Regions from separate parts of the Mus musculus genome. Here region 1 is linked to region 2. Evidence: chromatin contacts called from public Hi-C data. All regions are on one chromosome and are shown on one strand. Each heading gives the region's core, a stretch centred on a gene start, on an enhancer-like site or on the middle of the called end of the contact. The rest is flanking DNA. Distances are from core to core; before and after follow the strand shown.

Region 1 (6,432 bases), core at 1,074-3,573, 7.4 Mb after region 2:
CCCAACTACATTATGGCTCACAACTTTTGCTAAGGTATAAAGCTTACCTCAAGATTTGTAAAACTATTGTGTAAAATGTCCATAATCAAGATTTGTAAGCGTATTGGCTAAGATTAAAACTCTACAAAGTTTTCAGGATGTAAAGTAATTAAGTGAAAGAGTAAAATTAAAAGGTAAAAAAACTCTGTAAAATCTGTCACACAGGAAGAGTCACACAGGAAGTAGAAGGAGGGACATTCAGTTTGAAGAAGGTTTATTGAGAGAGGGGTATTGTTGGTGGGAAACAGCCTTGAGGCAGAAGGCAACTGGGTGCTTTCTCTGATTCTGAGCCGGCAGGCATCTGGTTCCTGAGTCTTCATTGGTAGACTCAAATGACTAAGATTTTACTGTCTAACAACAGTAAGAGGTTTATCCACAGGCATGGCTAAAATTAATTAATTCAAAATCAAATGTGTAATGAACGGAGAGCTCACCTATGTTTTTATTGTACAAGCTCCCTGAATCCTTTTTTTTTTTTTTTTTTACAGAAACTGGCACACTTTACATTGTGCATGAAGTCATACCAAATAACACCAACCAATCATTGCTGCAAGAACACCTCAGCTCCCATAAGAGAACACCAATTTATGAGCAGCAGTGTTTCCTAGCGTACATATGTTTTTTTGCTTTTAGAAGCACAATGTTTTAATTATAGAAAGCAAGGACTCTTGATATTTTCCTACTGCTTATTAGTAGGTTTTAGGATTGTATTGTCAGGATCACTTTAAAAATTACTAGTTGAGGGCTGGAGAGATGACTCAGTGGTTAAGAGCACTGACTGCTATTCTGAAGGTACCGAGTTCAAATCCCAGCAACCACATGGTAGTTCACACCCATCCAAAATGAGATCTGATGCCCTCTTCTGGGGTGTCTGAAGACAGCTACAGTGTACTTACACATAATAAATAATTAAATTTAAAAAAATTACTAGTTGAACCAGGCATAGTAACACATGCTTGTCATCTGAGCACTGTGGGGTAAGAGCAAGGTCAGGGTCAGCCCTGGCTGTACATCAAATCCGAAGCCAGCCAGGGATACACCAGCCCTGTCTCAAAACAAAACAAATACAAAACAACAATGACCAAATAAAACAACTCAATTAAAAAATGCTTACATAGGTGCGCATAATTCCAGAGTGTGAGAGGCAGAGATGTCTATTTCTGTGAGTTCAAGACTAGCCTGATGTACACAGTGAGTTCCAGGCCAGACAGGGGTACATAGTGAGACACTATCTTTTTTTTTTTTTTTTTTTTTTTCGAGACAGGGTTTCTCTGTGTAGCTCTGGCTGTCCTAGAACTCACTTTGTAGACCAGGCTGGCCTCGAACTCAGAAATTCCCCTGCCTCTGCCTCCTGAGTGCTGGGATTAAAGGTGTGTGCCACCATGCCGGCTCAGTGAGACACTATCTTAAAAGACAAAAACAAACAAAGGAAAGAACCCAACAACAACAAAATTCTTGCGTAAGTTTCTGAGTTGAGTTTCATTTTTAAAAATCGTTAAAACTTGGCTTGTGGTTAGGACAGAATTTCCAACTGATACGGTTCTAAAACATACGTCAATTCAACAAAATCAAACACACTTTGGTTTTGATAAAATCAAAACATCAACTCTGAAAAATGCTGAAGATACTCTATGTCCAGTGGTATGGGATATTCAGTCAAGATTTAATGATCTGTGCGAAAATTTAAAAAGCACATCTTCTCATTCGTAAGCCAGTTTGCCTTTGCTTTTAAGTGGTAAAACTGCACTGTGCCATTGTGTTCTAAAGACTTGTTTTTTGTTTGCTGAGACAGGGTCTCTCTACATAGACCTGGTTGTCCAGGAACTCACTAAGTGGACCAGGCTGGTCTCCGGCACCGGGCAAAGAATTGTTTTAAGATAGACTTAAGGTTGATTATCAGTAAACGTTTGATTTGCATATGGAAAGGGTTTTCTAGTGGAAAAGGTTTAAGAAGCTCCAACTCACTGTGCGAGATCTGAAGGAGAAACCTTACTAGTTTTCAAACAACCAAGAAAAAAACAAAGGAAGGTTTCACCAAAAGCAGAGCTGAGGCAAGGCACAACCTCAAACCTCTCCACAAAATGACCTTCAGGGATAAAAGGGGCCAGGAAGCATCTCACAGCCGGCGGCTACTTGGGGAGATCAGGCGACAGAGCAAGCGTCCTGCAGGAAGGCGGGGCCTCTGAGGCTCGACCAATGAGCGCCCCGTCGCTATGCTGCTGGCCCCGCCCCCATGGTGCTGACCCCGCCCCCATCCCGGCAGCGTCCAAGACTCGGAGAGCACGGGGGTTCCTCGCACGTTCGCCACTGAGCGCTTCTCGTCTTGTGACTTTCTGGTCAGATTTTAGGATCCTTGAAATCAAGCCCCTGGGTCTGACCTAGAGGGCGGCACCTTCGCGGCCTCAGAGGATTGGCTCCTTCACCTTGGTCTCGGTGGAACGTTCCGGAATGTACCACAGGCCAGAGGAGCGACACCTGCACGCTGGCCCAGCATGGCGGACCCCGCAGAGGTGGGACGCTCCGGAGGCGCCCACAGGAGGCCGCAAGGCGGTGCTGTGGCCCCGCATCGTCGCCCGCCCCGTGGTTTGCGGTGGGCCGCTACGGAAGGTGCGAACGCGCCGTGAGGGTGTCCTGGCTCCCCGTGGTGGGCCGCGGTGGAACGTTCTGGAAGGTGCCATTGTGTGCCTGTGTGGAGTGTGTCCTTCCCCCCCCCCCCGTAACAGCTTCCGGTGCGTCACGTCCGGCTCTCTCCCCGCCCACCCGTGTGTGTGTCCCAAATCTAAACCCTTAGGAGGGCTGTGGGAGGGCTCGCGGCTCTCGCCCTTGACTCTGGACCGCTCTGCCTAAAGCTGCTCGGCCCCGAGGCGGGCGCGGGCTGCATCTTCCGTGGGCGTGGGCTGAGGCTCTGCATAAACTCCAGTGGCAGCCCCAGAACTGAACCCCATCGGGGGCCGGGGGCATCCCGTCCTGGAGTCAGCCCGGGTTGGCACCGGGCGCGCAGGTGGCGGGCTTCGCCGGGCTGGACGCACAGGTAGGGTGGGGACAGTGATGGGCACCGGGGCGGGGGGATCGCGGGCGGGCTGTGACTGCAGCAGGCGCCGGAAAGGAAGCGATACCCAATGACAGGTGCAGGCACCCTGTCATCTGTCGGCGTGTACTGATTTTGCCTCCCCAAACGTCTTATTTTGTGCCGTGGAATGGGCGACTCAGCCAGGTCCCAAGCCTCAACTTTATTTTAGCCTGCCAGCGGTTTTTCTCCAACCGGTACTTTTCAGGCATGAAACAGGCTCTTTGCAGCATTGATGTTTTGAACCCTTGAAATGCAAAATAAAACAAAAAGTAAAACTGCAGACTGGGGGTGGGGGTGGGGGGGCCCTTGTTCAGTGTTTGTCTAGTCGCCCGCTCATGGGATGAATGTACTCTATTAAAAAAAACTGGAAAATAATTTTTTGTGCTTTTTTTTCTTTTTCTTTTTTCTTTTAAGACAGGATCTTTACAGGGTAGCCCAGTCTGGCCTTAAACTTGTGACCCTCCTGCCTCATCCTCTCAGTACCGCAATTATGGGACTGTACTACAAGTATCCCTGGTTGCAGAGCACATTTGAAAGCACACCGAGAGAATTTTAAATAGCAAAAGAAGGCCCATTAAGTGAAGAGATAGGAAGGCTTTTATATTAAAGTGATTCATTTCCAGTGCAGAAGATGGAGAGACAGAACAACATGAAGGACCTGTCCACAAGATGGAGATCCTGTGGCTGGTAATGTGGATGTCCCCAACTGTTTATGTCTTAATCTGAGCACACCACACCAGTGATCCTGAAAAGATCCATTCTTCAGAAGTGATAAACACTATCATAAAGCCACAGGGTGCAATGTGCTACTTTAGTCAGGAGTGAGTGACTGTCCCTTCCGTACAAATTCTTCACTACTGAGTGAAGTGTCACTGTTAGAAGCAGGATGGGGGGCAGATTGTGAGCCCATGCAGGCCCTTTTCTGAGTTATTATTTCCCTTAGATAAACTTTTAGACATGCATGGTACTTGGAGACTTGATGTATTGTTTTCATTAAATAACCACTAACCAGTCCAGATGTCTTGGCCAAGTATTTGAGTACCTCAGTCCTCTGTTTCAGAACAAACATTTCCTTATATCTAACCCTATTCTCCCCCTTCCTGTCCCTCCATTTTCTATTGGGGATTGAATCTAGGGCTTTGCTAGGCTAGCCCTCTACCAGTGGTCTGTCCTCCACTAAAAGTTTGAGTGACCCCATTATTTATGTCATGGCACATATGTGGATGTGGAATGTGAGAAAGTCTCTTTACTCCCTGAGCCATTGCACCAGCCTAGACCCGCGCCCCCCACCCCCAGCAAGGGCTGGTTCACCCCTCCCCCCCAAAGCAAGCAGCCCAGACATTCTTAACCTGGGGTCCATGGAACTAGAATATGGAAAGATATAATGCTGAATGGGATAAAAATGACATCGTGAGCCAGGATTCGTGGTGTGTGCCTGTGATTCCAGCATTCTGGAGGCTGATTCAGAAGAGCTGACACATTCAAGGCCAGCCTGGGTTACTCTTTTTTTTTTGGTTTTTCAAGACAGGGTTTCTCTGTGTAGCCCTGGTTGTCCTGGAGCTCACTTTGTAGACCAGGCTGGCCTCGAACTCAGAAATCCGCCTGCCTCTGCCTCCCGAGTGCTGGGATTAAAGGCGAGCGCCACCACGCCCAGCTCTGGGTTACTCTTTAAGATCCTGTCTCAAAAAAGGGGAGTGGAGGTCTCACCAGCATTTGGGTGAGACAAGCAGCTGTTGGTTTGGTAGCTTTGATGTCATGTCTTTGCTGTGGGTCTAGGGCAGAGTGTGGCTTGTTTTCTTTCAGCTCTGTATCTACATTTATGACAGAGCCTACAGCAGAAACTCATGAGACAGGCACTGCCAGCAAGGGAGTCGTTTTGTTGTTGTTTTGAGACAAGGTTTCTCTGTGTAACCCTGGCTGTCCTGGAACTTGCTCTATTGACCAGGCTGTCCTCCAACTCAGAGATCCTCCTGCCTTTGCCTCTCAAGTACTGGGATTAAAGGTGTGCGCCACCAGTTCCCGACCAGCAAGTGAGTCTTAGTAAGCCAGTGGAAAGGAAGTTATGAGTTAGTTTTTCATCTGTTCTTCTGAATGTAGTTTATAATTTGAGAGGGGCACGGTGACTTAATACCTTTACGGTAGAGTGGCTGTTCTACACCACAAGTTCAGGGTCAGCAGCTGTAACCAGCTTCAGGCCAATGTGGGTTAAATAACCTACAAGTTCTTTTTTTGTTTGTTTGTTTGGTTGGTTGGTTGGTTGGTTTTTCGAGACAGGGTTTCTCTGTGTAGCTCTGGCTGTCCTGGAACTCATTTTGTAGACCAGGCTGGCCTCGAACTCAGAAATCCGCCTGCCTCTGCCTCCCGAGTGCTGGGATTAAAGGCGTGTGCCACCAAACCCGGCTCACCTACAAGTTCTTAAATGCAGGCAGCTTGTTGCTGCTGGTGGTCTTCAGCTTCTTGCAGGCTAAGACCTTCTTTTCTTTGTAATTGATGCAAATTGTGGTCAGGGAATTGGACCAGGACTGGGTGGGTGAGTCAGACTCTGCCAGCATTAGAGCTGAGTAGCCCTTGGTTCATCTATAAAGCCAAACTCTGCTCCCAGAGGTCTTTGCTACCTCTTCAAGAGCTTGACCATATGGTATTATGAGAGCTAACAAATAATCTGTAGTTTTATAATTTTATGTATATGCATGTTGGCCTCATTGTTGTCTCTGTACCATGTGCATGCCTGGTGCCTTCTAAGACAAGAAGAGGCCATTGAATACCTTAGCACTGGAGTTACAGATGGTTGTATACTCCAGGTTTGCTGAGAATCAAACCTGGGTCTTCTGGAAGTTCAGCAAGCGCTCTTAACCGCTTAGAGCACCAGCTCCAAATGATCCTCTAATTCTATCATTCTTACAATGAGCCGGGAGTCCATAGCTAGTGACACTTGTTCTATGGTGATGCCCTCTGGATTAGGAACTATCTTGTGCTTTTGCAGGGTGAGGGGAGACTCGTTTATCGAAAGCAGTTCATGGGAATGGTGATCTAGGCATAACTAGAGAGCTGCCTGCGTGTGCTAACTGTCTTTAGGACTGAATCTGCCTTCCATTTTCCACAATATTTACTTACTGCTCAATCTGGAATTCCTGGCCCTTGATTCTGCAAGATAAGCAGGGCTGAACTTTATGCTTAGTATTGATCAGAGCACTTTCAGTCTTCAACCTGACATAGATAACTAACTGTTCAGAAGTTTCTTCTGTTAATAGGATTATATGATTATTATTATCATTTTTAATATGTATAGGTATTTTGCCTGCACGTATGTCTGGGTACTACTT
Region 2 (5,923 bases), core at 3,271-5,770:
ATGCTATCTTCAGCCTTTTTTTTTCTCCACTGTCCACTGTTTCTAATTTTGAGACAGGGTCTCCCTAGGTTGCCAGGGTAGTTAGCCCTCACCCATTGCTGCTTCAGTTTCCCAACACTGGGCACTTCCGGTTGCACACCTTTAGTTTATTACATGTGTATGAATATTTTGCCAGTATGTATGTGTATAAACTATGCATGTGCTTGGTACCTGCAAAAGACCGAAGAGGGGATTTGAATCCCTTGGAACTGGAGTTACAGGTGGTTGTGAGCCACCATATGGGTGGTATGATTTGAACCTGGCTCCTCTGAAGGAGCCAAAGTATTATGAACTATTGAGGGCAGTCTTTAGGCCCAGATATTTACTTACTTTTTAGCACTGGGGATGGAACACAGGGCTCTGTGTATGCTAGCTAGGCAATCGGTACACCATGGAGGCATCCTTTCTGGGAATTGCTTTTGGGTTGGGGCTCTCTCTGTCTCCCGACTCTGTTGTCTAAGCTGGAAGCTTACTCCTATTCTTCTACTAAAGCAAGTGAGGCCCAGGTTCCCATGGGGTCCTTGCCCACATACCTCCCTCCACTTGGCATCGCTTTTCTGCTGAATCATCACCGGGTCCGGCTGGAAGGTTCCCAGTGGTGCGTGGGCTGACGACAGGAGTTGGACGCACAGCTGGTACTTGGACCCGCAGTCTGGCCTGGCTGCAAACCTGCAGATAAAGAGAAGGAAGGGCCCTGTGAAGACCTGGGAGATAGGGGGCAGGGCAGGGGTGGGGCGCCTGGGTGGCAGGCCCCCCCCCCAGACCCTCGCCCCAGCACTCACCAGTCCTTGACCTCGATGTCCGGCCGGGTGGTGTCCATCAGCTCCTCCCAATACCCTTCAGCCTTGAGGTCCACCACCTGGGACTTGAGGCAGGTGCTGGGGGAGGGGGAGGAGGGGCTGAAGTTCAGCACTGGACCCGGATGTTAAAACACGCGCTCCCCCCACCCCAAGGCCCTAGATCTTACTAATAGGAAGTCACGAAGTATTTCTTGACCTGGTCATTGGGGAATTCCTTTCGCTGGTCTTTAGAGAGATCCTCTACCTTCCATTCATCGCCTCCGTTCACGTCCAGGCTCCAGAACTCAAATCCCTCTGTGGAGAGAGCAGAGTCTACCATGCAGGAGGCCCCTCAGGACAGCGTCTCGGAGCATCCCTGCCTCCTACTCAGAGCTGGGACCTCTAAGCTGCCCTACAGCCCGTGTGTTGTAGGTAGTGCACTGGATGCTTCTGTGTGCCATGAGCATAGGTAAGAGACTCCCCGTTGAGCATCCTGGATGACCGGACTCCCTCTCTAATGGAGAGTGTTCTGGCAGACAGACTTGAATCTCGTTCAACTCCAGTAGCAATGGGCTGTGTGGCTATAGATGTGTTACTCTCCTTCTCTAGCCTTGGTCCCTTTGCCAGCTACCATCAAGCATAGAGGTTAAATTCTGGTTGCGTACACCTGCCATCCCAGCAGGCCGAGGCAGGAGAATTGCAGTGAGTTCAAGGTCAGTCTAGGCTACAGCGTGAGTACCAGGTCACACAGGGCAATATAGCAAGACTCTGTCTCAAAAACAACAAGGCCAGCAAATGCCTCACAGGTAAAGGCCCTTGCCCCCATGCCTGATGGCCTGAGGCGAGTAACTGAGGATCCCATACCTGTGCAGCAGCATGTACAGCCCCCGCCCCCCATGACCTAACACATAAATAAATGTTGAGAGGAAAGGCTGGAGGGGGGGCTTTCTGCAGAGTGCCATAATATCTTAGGGTTGGAGGCTATACATTTTTCTATTTTTATAATCCTTTAAAAAGTTAACTCAGCTGGGCATTGGTGGCGCACGCCTTTAATCCCAGCACTTGGGAGGCAGAGGCAGGTGGATTTCTGAGTTCGAGGCCAGCCTGGTCTACAGAGAGAGTTCGAGGACAGCCAGGGCTACATAGAGAAACCCTGTCTCGAAAAAACAAAAACAAAAAAAACAAACAAAAGGAACTAAAATGTTAACTCAGATGGGCAGAGACAGGAGGGTCTCTACCAGTTCAACAAGGTCAGCTTGGTCTACATGGTGAGTTCCAGGACAGCCATGGCTACCTTTAGTGTAATAATAGAGAGAGCCTGCGTTGTGGTGCTTACCAAACAAAGCAAATCAAACCATAAAACTCTTCTTAATCTGTTGGGTTGGTTTGGGATGTAGTCTGCCTAGCATTGTATAACAGCATGGCTGGGGGTGGGGGTGGGGTAGGGGTGGGGCGGGGGTGGGGCGGGGGTGGGGGTAGGGTGGGGCGGGCAGGCAGTGAGGGGTGGGTCTGGGCTGCCTAGACTAACACCCTCACCACTTTTCTTGATGTTTGACCATGTGACAGGAGACATGGTCCTTCCTATATTGTAGCTTATTCTCAGGCTACAGCACAGCCTGGGCTTTAGGGCATCCAGATGACCAGAAGATAATCTGTTCTTGAACCAGAATGCGAGGGAGACTTCATTGCTCCTTCATCCATTGGCAAGGCCCCTTCTGGAACAGTCTGTAGGTTTAACCTGGGGTCTGTGAGGCCTCATTTCTTTTCCTAGGAAAGATTTTAGGAGAAGCTAGCCTCAGATTCATGATCCTCATGCACCAGTCTCCTGAGTGGTAGGATTACAGGTATCAGCACCATTACCAACTAAGGGTAACTGGTTTGCTTTGAGTCAGAACCTCATGTAGCCCAGACTAGCCTGTAACAGATGGCCTTCAACTCCCTATCTTCTTGTGTAGTGTGTGTGTACCTTGACCTCAGTGTACCTATTTGAAAAGTGGGTGCGTCACTAGTCCCTGCATCTAAGAATTATTTTGAGAGGAATAAAGGCCGTAATATAGCTAAAGGGCTCACAGCCAGTGTTTAGGACGCATACTGTGGTCATCTAATAGAGCATGGGTCCTGTTGAGGCATACTCTCCGCACCCACCTTCAGCACAAGGGTTGTGAAGGAGGTTCCTCTGGAGGCTGCGCAGGAAGTAGAAGATCTTCCAGTCAGCCACAGGCTGGTCCCAGTCCTCGGTGATGAAGCCCTCTTGAAGGCACTTGCGCTTCCAGAGTGTAACCAGGTCAATGAGGTCTCGCCAGAGGCTGCAGACCGGTCGGCAGCGCAGCAGCAGTTGGCGAGCTGGGATGTGGATGAACAGTTCCAGCAGGATGTTCTCTGGCAGCTCGTTGATGTTGCCTACTGCCATGGTGGCGTCTCCTAGCCAGCTCCTGTGGGTATTGGAGAGCCGTGCTATACACCGAGCCTTCTCCCTGGCGAGTGGCAATCCCAGCACCCAGGGATAGAGAGATTCCCAACTCTGCGGGGGGCCACAGAGTTGCTGTGCTGTTCTGACCTTCTGTTTCCACAGTAAACGGGACGAGGGGCTGGGGCATGGTAGTTCCCTCCTGGGTCACTAGAAGCTCAAGGTGCATGGGCCGGGGAGTTGCTTAATAAACCATGAGATCTGATTTCCCCCAACCCGGGCACCTAAGAACAGCCTCTAAGGACGCCCAGGGACCTTCCCAAGGTCACACAAACAGGAGAGGAGGGGAGGCAGCTCCGGCTCTCACTGAAGGTAGAGCCAGCCATTTTCAATAGGCCAGCAGTCTTTTAAGAGGAGGGTAACAATGGGAGGCCTTGTGAGCCCTCCAGCTTGCCACTCTTCATTTCCTCCCCATCCCCCACACGGGGAAAGGGACAGAGATGATGATCGGGGGTTATCACTGGCCCTCAGGACCGGTCACGGAGTACAAAGGGCTCAGTGACGTTCTTAAGATCTCAGAGAATATGACCCGTTTACCTGAGCCTGAGGAAAGATGTACGAGTGGAAAAGAGCCTTCCTATCTCCCTCCCGCACCCCCCCCACCCGCCCCGGCCCCCTGCAGTCTCCCATTTATGCTTGGCTCTAAAACGGGCTACCTTGCTCAAGACCAGATTCAGATCTCTGAGCACCGATGGCGTCCATAGCCCAGTTCTTCGAAGCCTCACAGTACAGTGGGGGGAGGGGAGGGGAGAAAGCCTGAGGCCTGGGCCTTAAAGGCGCTAGGCCCTCATGATCGCAGAGCGCGCGCGCCCCCCCCCTCCCCTCTAGGTCTCTGCCCACTGTGCCTCAGTCCCCGAACTGGGCGCTCCCCCTCCCGCAGTCACCTGCGATCCGTCGCGCTGAGCGATCCTGCCAGGCCGTGGGGCTGTACAGCCCGAGCCTGCGTGGCCCGGAAGGCAGACCTGCCTACTGCCCGCCAAACGTCTCCTTGCTGGGGCGCTCACTGCTCCCCTCCTTCTGTCACCTGCTCTTAGCCGGGTTACGTTGGAGAACAGCACCCAAGACACAGCCCCGCCTACTACTCATCAGACCCCGCCCCATCCCCATCCCACAACACTGGCCCCTCTCCCTCCCCATTCTCCTTGTCAACTACTTTTGGTCGCGCTGCGCCATACCCTTGGATCCTGGGGATGAGCCTTACGGACCAATGGAGGCCCGGGGTGCGACCCGCCCACTGTTTGTCAGACCACGCCCCACGCCCCACCCCATTTTCTCCGTCACCAGCTTTTAGTCCGGCTGCCCCACAACGCTGGGTACTGGAACTGCGCCTTTCTGCCAGAGTTGGTTCACGATGCGGCCCCGCCCACTGCCCTCAAGGCCCCGCCCACCATTCCTTCAGGCCCCGCCTCACCCGCGCACTCCCCGGATTCGCCCCCATCACAGCGTAGGAAAATTACCTGGGGGGTTGGGGAGGAGGAAAGCTCCGATACCCCCAACTCCACTGGGCTCGGCGCCAGCACCCTCTACTCCCCAGTAGTCCGACTCCATATGTCCTCCTGCAGTCATCCTCCAGGCACACTAGAAGCCCACCCATTCTGTAGCTGTCCCTGCCCCTCTCCAGTCCCAGGCTCCTCCCGGAAGCCGCACCTTGGGTTACGGGGCGGGGGGTGGGGGTGGGGGGGTACAGGACTCCCAGCCCTTAGCCGGGGGCCAGAGGCGGGGCGCACGGGGCCTTTAAGAGGCGCGGCGGCGCGGGCCCGGCTGACGCGGGCAGCTCCAGGACTCGCCACCCGCAGCGCTCAGGCTCTTCTCTCTTGACAGCACCGCAGCGATGGATGGAGATGGTGATCCAGGTATCCGCTGCTGGCCCCGCTAGATACAGACTCGGGAGACAGGGCGGACCAGCGCCGCAGAAGGCGCTCAAACTTTCGCGCCAGGAAAACCCTAGAGATAGTCTAGGGAGCAGGTTTCTGCCTGGTGTCGTGGTGTGGAGGGAGGAGGACGCCTGGGTCTCCAAAATGGCATCGGAGGACTCTGGCATCTCAGGCTCCAGACTTCCTGGGGTTTGAGAGCCGGGTTCTTGCAAGCTTTTGCTTCCATGAACTTCTTCCATTTGCTAGCGCTGCCCTCCCTGCCTCTTGAGCCTCCGGAGTCCCCGCGGGGTCCTAGGGTTTACAAACTTTATCCTGCCTCCATCCTAGCTTCCTGAGGGACTCCCTTCTCTGGAGGGGCCGTCTTGTATTGGAGTAGCGGGGCTGTTCCGTGGGAACCAGGCTAGGGGTGAGGAAGGCTGCTTTTGGCAGAAGCTCTGGGTCCTCAAGGATTGCCCAGTCATCTTTTCTGGCACCAAAGACCCCACCCCTTCTGCCCTCCGGCTCCCTGCTGGGCCTGTAGGGGGCTGCTTGCTGAGTCAGACCTGCCTGCCTTGACTCTTATCCCTTCCTCACTAACTATGCTCAGCTCGGAGTGTTCACTCTTTAGGGGAGGAGGTGAGGGAACAGAGGTGGCCAGTCTTCCCTCCTACTCCCAAGTCCTCACTCTCAGTCGGTGCCTGGCTTCAACATCATCCACAGGGCCCCAGAATAGGCTACCGTTTTCTTCCTGCTCCCAGGAAGTCCCTGGGCTCAGGGGCCCAATC

What was found. A called contact is a pair of places that touch in the nucleus more often than the background predicts.
Region 1: a contact with region 2 is called in a Hi-C map of B cells, with 5 read pairs. The contact joins the promoter of Slc35e2 here to the promoter of Fbxo44 in region 2.

Annotation. Positions count from the first base shown.
Region 1 is chr4:155,599,093-155,605,524 of GRCm38.p6, forward strand. It overlaps Slc35e2 (solute carrier family 35, member E2), which reads left to right and starts at 2,324. Exons shown (of 9, transcript NM_177186.4): 1 at 2,324-2,646.
Region 2 is chr4:148,155,574-148,161,496 of GRCm38.p6, forward strand. It overlaps Fbxo44 (F-box protein 44), which reads right to left and starts at 4,521. Exons shown (of 6, transcript NM_173401.5): 1 at 4,170-4,521; 2 at 2,964-3,250; 3 at 1,007-1,133; 4 at 822-917; 5 at 573-708. The coding sequence starts at 3,228. It overlaps Fbxo2 (F-box protein 2), which reads left to right and starts at 5,095. Exons shown (of 6, transcript NM_176848.1): 1 at 5,095-5,138. The coding sequence starts at 5,117.